Linked DNA regions of Mus musculus: region 2 is linked to region 1. A link is a contact called in public HiChIP or PLAC-seq data. All regions are on one chromosome and are shown on one strand. Each heading gives the region's core, a stretch centred on a gene start, on an enhancer-like site or on the middle of the called end of the contact. The rest is flanking DNA. Distances are from core to core; before and after follow the strand shown.

Region 1 (4,028 bases), core at 875-3,374:
ATTTATTTATTTATTATTTATTTATGTGTATGGCCTCTCATAATGTATCATTTTATTTGTATTTTGATCCTGTCATTGTGATTTACATGTTACAGTTTTGAAGTATATATAAGAAAGAATTTCAAGTTCACAGGTGATATATTCCATTCCAACATCTAAAGTGAAATCAAAGGTATGAGGAAGCATTAAAAAAAAGTATTAATATTATAGCAGAGAATAACAATTTTTATTGGTAATTCTCAGAACTGCCATTCCTTTTTGCTTTCTATGAAAAAGTAATTTAAATTTTTAGTATCTGTACAATATGTAAATGTGCTGTTATGAGAATGGATATAGACTATGAAATTAGACGAGAGACCATGGGAAGGAAACACGGTATATTGAGGAAGGAGAGTGACGGGAATGTTAGTGGATTTAACCCTAATTTTCCTCTTTGTAGGGCACTAATGACACATTTCTTTGTGGCCATTAGAGAAGCAGCAAGAGCTACCTACTGCTGCTGAACTGAATACAGGGTTTGCACAGGGGTTGGTAGGTAGGTGGTCTGAGCATCCAGCTGGACTCATAGGGATGCATAAAATGGTATGTGTGTTGTTTAATTCCCACAGAGAGCAGCTTAGTTTTCCCTGAAGACAGCATTTGCTAGGGTGTTAGGATCTGAACCTGCAGTTGTCCCTGCAAAATTCACAAAGCAAAAGAAGCAATTTAAAAGAGTCCTGAATGCATTGGGCTTTACTACTAAAGCAGTCTCATTTCACATTCTTGTAAGGAGGAAATTTTCCTGGGTGTTTGCCAGAGACTACACTAATCACCCCGAGCAGGATCACCTACCATTCTCCGGGATGTTAGTTTTTGTTGTAATCATCTTCAAGCACAAAATTGTTATTTACTGTTGGTTATATTGCTTAAATTATAATATTAAAAAAACCTGATTTTAACTTACTTTAATTTAACATATAAATAGGTTGGTAAACAAGATTTTACAGGGAGACATTTATTGTCTAAACAAAGCAATGTTTTCAGAGCCTCTAGAAGTCCATCCCTATAGACAGAGATGTGAGGAAGTTAAAGTTACATGCACATTGACAACGGCACTAAGTGGGTTCAAGTAGTTTCCACTGGTGGCTTTCTTTCCCTTGAGAGTTAAGAAAATTCTGTTTCACATCTACTGAAGCTCTTGCTTATTTTGGTCTGAAAAATGACCCTGTGCATATCAGAAGCACAGGGAGTGAAAGGACAGGAACGTCATTGCCTTTGTGGTGTGAAAAATCAGACAGAAATCTCTTCCATGCAAGGTGTAGCTTCATGAAAAAGAGAAAGGCCAATGCCACGTATCTCTGCTGCCCAGAACGCCGGAGCTAAGAATCATAGCATTACTTTGCTTTGACGATTAACTATAAACGACATCTCTGAGCCTTAAAGCTATTAGTGACAGACTTCACTGCTTTGCTGGAGCACTGAGCTCTCTTATCCAGACCTGAGACCTAAGTACTTAGATTTTCACAGCTGGGTATCAGATCTTCATATCAAAATCTGCTCTGAAACTGCATGTGATCAATGTTTAGCAACAAAAAGAATAAATGATGCATCTTGGCAGGTATCCAAGCTCTGCACCCAAATCACATCAAATTACAAAAGATGATGAATGGTCTGATTAAGATTTATTGCTTTTATTCACCTTGATTGCTTATTGTTTCCTAAGCATTTTTTTCCAGAATTGGCTAATTAGCATACCTCAGGGCTCCAAGCAGAACAAAGTACAGGAAATTATCTGTGGAAATCGGTAGCGTGGATACTGTCTCTTTTCAAGAGGGCACTAGACAGCCTGTGAAAACAGCTGTTGCCCATGCAAGTGGGTGGAGCAAATGCCACTTGGCTCCATGTGAATTCAAATTATCAGGGAAGAATTCCTTCAAAGATTTAACTCAACACTCACCCACCTCTTCACAGTACTTTAGGTCAACGGACTTGCCATCACTTCGAACACAGTCCAACATCCTTGTTTTAATGCCATTCCCACAAACTGCCTTCTCGCTCAGCTGACACGTACTCCAGTCTGAATGAAAAAGACCCATCAGAACAGAAGGCGGTGCATGTAACAGACGTCAGATGAAACTCTGATGACCTGAATCCCATGCCTAATTCACAACTGCTTCCTAAGCCCCTCAATCAATCATCCCACATGCAGAGCATATGGGTCCCAGATTTGAACATATTAGGAGTCAAATGAAATTGCTGAGGTTGCACATAGCGGTGGGGATTATTTTTTGAGGCAGATGTCTACTCGACAGTCTTGACAGCTAGCTATTTAGTGATATTGTAAAAATGACTTGGTCGCACAGATCAATACCATGTCAAAACTTTTAAAAGAAGAATAGAAATAAAAATGTACAATTATGCATCTTTTAGCAAAATAATTTTAATGGATGGTGCTCTATGTAGTTATATTAATACTATGTACTTCATTCATTTGCAGGAAGTAAAAGTCTTTAAAAGTACAAACTCATTTTGTAAATAAATTCAGCATATTTATTAAATTCTCTTATTTTGTATCTTTTCCTAAAACCATTTTTTCATCTTTCTCCAGGATAGTACAATGTACCCTAGAGAACTTTGATTTCCTTTGTGGCATCAAAGCAAATTGTAGAGAAAACTAAGAGACATAAGCCAGTGCAACTGCTATGTGTCTTTCTTCAATTTCTTGAGCTTTTTTTCAACATAAACATTACTAGGAAAAAAATCCAAGTTAGCTTCAACATTGTACCAAACCATATGAACCAATAAAATATTGTTGATGTGTATATTTTGATGATATTAACTGAAATTTAAGAAATAAATGCAATTTATCACAAGTCTACTTTTCTGATAATTATTTTTAAGACTATGGACATTTTATATCATGTCAATGTTCACAAATGTTCCAGTGTCTCAAGAATTATTTATGTATATGTAACAATCAAATATCTGATAAAAAAGAAAATATTTTCCATAATCTCAAAATAGGAGATTTTAAAAAAGATCATTTTGAGTATTTATCACATACTTCATAAATATAGTCTTTGCACACTTTTATTCTTTTTATTTTGATGATTTCTAAAAAAAAGTAAAACAGATGACTACTTCTGTCATGTGACACTGATTATGTCTCAGAGTTTAAACTGTGTCTAAATGGCACACAGGTAGAGCTGGCCTGGGATTTGAGAATGTCTGGAGTCGATTCCTACTGGAAGAAGCATCAGAATGTATAAGGACACGATGAGGTGCTTTACCTGTGACATTATAGTCATAGTGGTAACAATTTTTGTTCAGGCTACAGGGCTCTTTCTCCACAGCATCAGGGCAGGCTCTTCCTTCATCAGCAGGCTGTCTGATGGGATCGGCTGACCTTTGCCTCGAACCACTTGGATTGCAAGGCTTACAGAGAACAATACCAGTTTTTAAGAAAGGTAAACTTACATATTATTGTGTATATTCTGATTCATCATCACCTCACACACATGTCTCAAGTAGCTATCCCACATGGTTTTCAGTAGTGAAACTCCATCCTTCTAGAGAAATTTTGCTCCCTTAAGATTTCTTTGGCTTAATGTTACTCCCCTATGCAGTATCCTTCATCAAAACACCATTACTTACAAAAAAATTAGCAATTTTCTTAGACAGTCATGTCAATTATTCACAACTTAGTCACACAGGTCTTTCTCAAAAAACTCTGAGGTATAATAATCCTGACTGATGTAAAATGTGTGTGTGTGTGTGTGTATATATATATATATATATATATATATATATATATATAAAATTCTGAATTCATAAAAGTACATATAATAGTACATTAATGAATTAACTAAAATTCAAATATTTTATACATGATATAATAAGTATATTAAGGGCTGAATCAAAGAGTAGTTGTTTCTTTCATTACTTAGGATGTTTTGGTCTCTTAAATCATTTATTTCTTTTATTAGATATTTTATTTAATTACATTCCAAATGTTATCCCCTTTCCTATTTTCCTGTCCAAAAATCCCC
Region 2 (4,028 bases), core at 789-3,288, 890 kb after region 1:
CCAAATGTTAGCAGGCATGTAAATGAATTGAAACCCTCATGTGCTACAGGAATATAATACAGTGCAGCCACTTGGAAGGCACTACCCATTCTGAAAATAGTTAACCATAGCTAACTTATGACCCAGTAAACTTCCTCCTGCTTAAAAATAAAAACATGTGTTCATACAAACACTTATATAGAGATGTTTGTAGCAACATTATCTATAAAAGCAGAAAGAAAGAAGCAAAGAAATTCCATTGACAGAAAATACAAAATGCACTCTTTAGAGTTGAAATACTTTTCAGCCTTAAAAAAGTAAAGCTCTGAGCCATACGGTATCAGGGCACATCTTTAAAACATTATATTATGTGAAAGATAATTCCTTTAATATGATCCTGTTTATTAAAATACAAATACACAGGCAAGACAAATACCTAAAACAAAAAGCAGAATAGTAATTACCTGTAAGAGCTGTACATATTTGTGGATGTACTAAAATCATAGCACAGTGTAGGTGAGTGATCTGTATGGCCTACACAACATCCTAATAGAGTTGTTAATGTGGTTTACAGTAAACTTAGAAACATCTTTCTTAATATTAGAATACTCCAATAAATATGCTTAGAAGCATCTTCTGCAAACACAATGGCTGCATAATTAGTACTTATTGTTTATGAGTTCCAGAAATTCTTAATGGATTTTCTTCTATAGGGTTAGGAAGGGCAGGGGGTGAGGGAAAAGTTGATTTTTTAAATAGGCTTGAGAATATCTACAAGGGGTAAGTGATAATGTTCTCCAACACAGTGTTTTGACTACAGTTGACTAGAATGTATTCTATATTGTATAAAGAACTAGAAAAGAAAAATTAAAACAGCTTTAAGAAGACAGGTATCGTAATGACTGATCTGTTCTTTAGACTCTAGATACCTGCATCCAGTCACACTCTTCTGCCTATGAATATTTACGACTATCATGTTCGTTTAAGAAAAGCTTTTTCTGAATACCTGGTAAATCTAACAAACTTAAGCCACAGATAAATGCACAGGAAATGCATTTTCAGAAATAAATCGAGTGTTGTTGATATTATTATTATTATTATTATTATTATTATTCACATGGGAAATGCCGACTTTTTTCTCTCTCCTGCTTTTTCAGGCCAAACTTATGTTAATAAAACTGCTCAAGGTTGACAAGACGGCACAAAGACAATTATCTGTTCAACCTTTAGACATGGCTCATGTGGTTTTTCTTCAAGCTGCAGAGAGCTGTGCACATCATTTACTTTCACCAAAAAATCTGACTTACAAGACTAAGTGACCTTTTGTTTAATATTCCTATCAATAAGAGCACAAAGACGCTCAGAAAGGTTAAGGGACTTGGCTCTTTTTTATGTCATTAACGTCACTCGGCTGAATACTTCTCTGTCAAGCTTTGATGAAGTAGGTAGGAGTTTCTTTCTCATCAAGCTCTCTTTCGCGGCAGGAAACGGTACTAAATGATGGGAACGCTATTATACACAATACTAGCTCAGTAGTGCACTTGGAAATGAAGCTTTCACCAATTGTTTCCAGAGGTGGTCTGGAGTAGTGATCATTAGTTTCTAACTAGTTCCGATCCTCTTTCCGGTATGGTATCCGGGCAGATTCCGCAATGGTTCTTGCATTAAATTAAAGGAGTTTAAAGATCAGGAGATCTGCATGGAACAAAAGAAACCAAAACAAGACCAAGGGATTCCAAAAGGAAGTTCTCGGGCAGCCTGAGCTTAAATTCCAGGAGCAGCTGGCTGAGAAAGGCACCTAGATGTCTGGGGGACGCCAGTGATTCAGCCGCTCGTCCTAACTCAGCTTCAGGCAGTGCGCCTCTATGCGCCCTCTCCAGCCACTTACCTTGCTGGCATTTTCCCTGGACCAGGAGCATCAGCGCAGTCACCAGCCGTGCCCAGGCTCCGCCCCTCATTGCTAGGGTTGTGCACGGGTCACTGCCCGTATCACAGATCGGGAAAACCTGACCCCAGTCCTCTACTCCCTGGACTTTCTCAGAGTTTGTTGCAGGTCAGCCTTCATAGGAGCTACGAGTCCAAATGAGTGCTTCTAAGGGAGACTTCTGGTCCCTAGAGCCAGCCCTAGACTCCTCCCAACCCGGCTACCCACCTCTCTGAAAGCCACGCCCAAGCTGTCCACAGGGACCCAGATCACCCAGCAGGTATTGGATATCCTATCACCTATCACCAAGGATGTCATCTGCATTAACATAGCCTTCTAGGAGCTCTGGGATTTAGCTCTTACTCCTAACAAATAGTGAAAAACTGCTCAAGTGCAAGCTCTCCAAAAAAAATCTAGACTGTTTTTGGTGGGGTTTGGAAAGGATTTTGTTGTTGTTGTTGTTCGTTGACTGTAGGGTGCCTCATCTTAGATCAGATTGACTTTGAACTTACAATTCTCATCCTTTGACCCCTTAAATACTGGGATTACAGGAAGAAGACATCACCATCTGGTTATAACACACATCTTTTCTTGTGGAGACCAGAGGCTAACCGAAGGTATCATTTGTCAAGCACTGGTGACTTAAGATAGAGTCTCTTGTTAGCCTCCCGAATAGTCTAGGATGGTTGGCCAATGAAGTCCAGGGATCTCAGCCAGTGGTATGATTACAAGAAGGCTTTCTTGAGTGAGCTCTGGGAATTGAAATCAAATTGTTACTACTGCACGGCAAGCACTTTACGAACTGAACCATCATTTCCTTTGACAGGGTAGATGCAGCCTTAAACTTGCAGCTGCCTCTATGCTTTGCTTTGCTTTGCTTCTTCAGGTGAGCCTGCTTCCCAGAAGCTGCCCTTGTTGTCTCCTTTGATGCCGTTGTCTACATTTCTGCCCCCACAACTCAGAAAGGAAAGAGTGACTGGTATCAGTGTGGTGCCAGCTCTTTGTGCGTGTAGGTGAGCTGACTAGGCTGTCTAGTGCTGACCCAGGATGCTTCAGCAAAGGAAAAGGCCTTCCTGGTTGCTGGGAAACCTGAGAGTGGTTTGAGTCTTCAGAGGTGTATTTGCCTCTGTAAAGAAAGCAGATCCCTTTGAAACTGTGTATATATATGTTCATATGTGTGTGTGCTTGTGTGTGTGATTTAATGTTTTAAATCTCAATGATTTTTCTCTGGAAGTTTTAGACCCAGAATTCCCTGATCAATCACCTAGGACTTTACCCTGACCAGCCTTGACTCGAGGGGAAAAGAGACATTGGTGAACAAAGTGTTTCCTGGAGGGACCTGCTGGATTCAGATCACAGTTCTCCCTATAGAATTATATAGACAAGGTGGGACTCAGTGCAGAAGATAGAGGATACCACAAGCATTAAGAAATTCTGTTTTAAATTACATACTTATTCCTTGTAATATAAAAGAGAAATTGTCTCTTAGCAGACCATCAGAAAAACAGGTGAGTAACCAATCTACTAGCAGAACTGGCCCCCACTGCCTAGACTCTATCACAAAGACCCATCTACTATTACCTCACTGCCCTGCCCTCAACTCTGGTGGACGTCCCCTGCTTTGGTGCAGGCCACACCAGTCAAAAAAAAAAAAAAAAAAAAAGTGAGTGTGCTACCTGTCAGCGGAACTGTCCCACTCCCTAGATTCAGCATCACTGCTCTTCTATACCTCAATGCCTACCCTGCTGCTAGGCCACTGCCCCCAGCTCTAGAAGACTTCAGAGAGACTCCTTTCTGATTAGGGAATCCTGTAGGCCACCAGATCCAGGCCAAAAAGAATAGAAAGCCAAAGTAGAAATAGAAACCAACAGACAAAAGAACCATCCAACAAAAACAAACTCAAAACCAGCACGTAGAGCTATAATCATCTCAAATCCAAATGTCAGTGTAAAAACACAATCCACAACAGCCAGGGCAATGTGCCACAACCATAGGACAGTTATTCAATGACAGCAAAACCTGAATTTCAATACAGCTCAAGCACAGGAAAATGACCTTACAACAAACTTCATGAAAATGATGAAGGATTAAAGAGGAAATGAAACAAAAATCTCTTAAAGAAAAG

What was found. HiChIP or PLAC-seq counts read pairs in DNA pulled down with a chosen protein or histone mark.
Region 2: a contact with region 1 is called in an H3K4me3 HiChIP or PLAC-seq map of embryonic basal ganglia, with 6 times the contacts expected there. The contact joins the promoter of Vwde here to the enhancer-like site in region 1. A contact is called at or near these places in 9 of 39 promoter capture datasets (the C10 cell line, cranial neural crest, embryonic stem cells and 6 more), 1 of 115 datasets of contacts at active chromatin or transcription factors (embryonic basal ganglia) and 2 of 9 other capture datasets (embryonic stem cells and liver).

Annotation. Positions count from the first base shown.
Region 1 is chr6:12,335,312-12,339,339 of GRCm38.p6, forward strand. It overlaps Thsd7a (thrombospondin, type I, domain containing 7A), which reads right to left. Exons shown (of 28, transcript NM_001164805.1): 18 at 3,270-3,414; 19 at 1,941-2,056. Among named protein-coding and RNA genes, the nearest start is that of Gm38583, 100 kb to the right of the region's middle. Within about 2 kb of position 2,125, at least 7 of the 459 cell types and tissues checked have an H3K27ac peak or open chromatin away from gene starts, as enhancers often do. A contact at or near this core is called in embryonic basal ganglia and second pharyngeal arch cranial neural crest, where this site is marked.
Region 2 is chr6:13,222,927-13,226,954 of GRCm38.p6, forward strand. Vwde (von Willebrand factor D and EGF domains) reads right to left here and starts at 2,039. Exons shown (of 30, transcript NM_001368871.1): 1 at 1,868-2,039. The coding sequence starts at 1,937.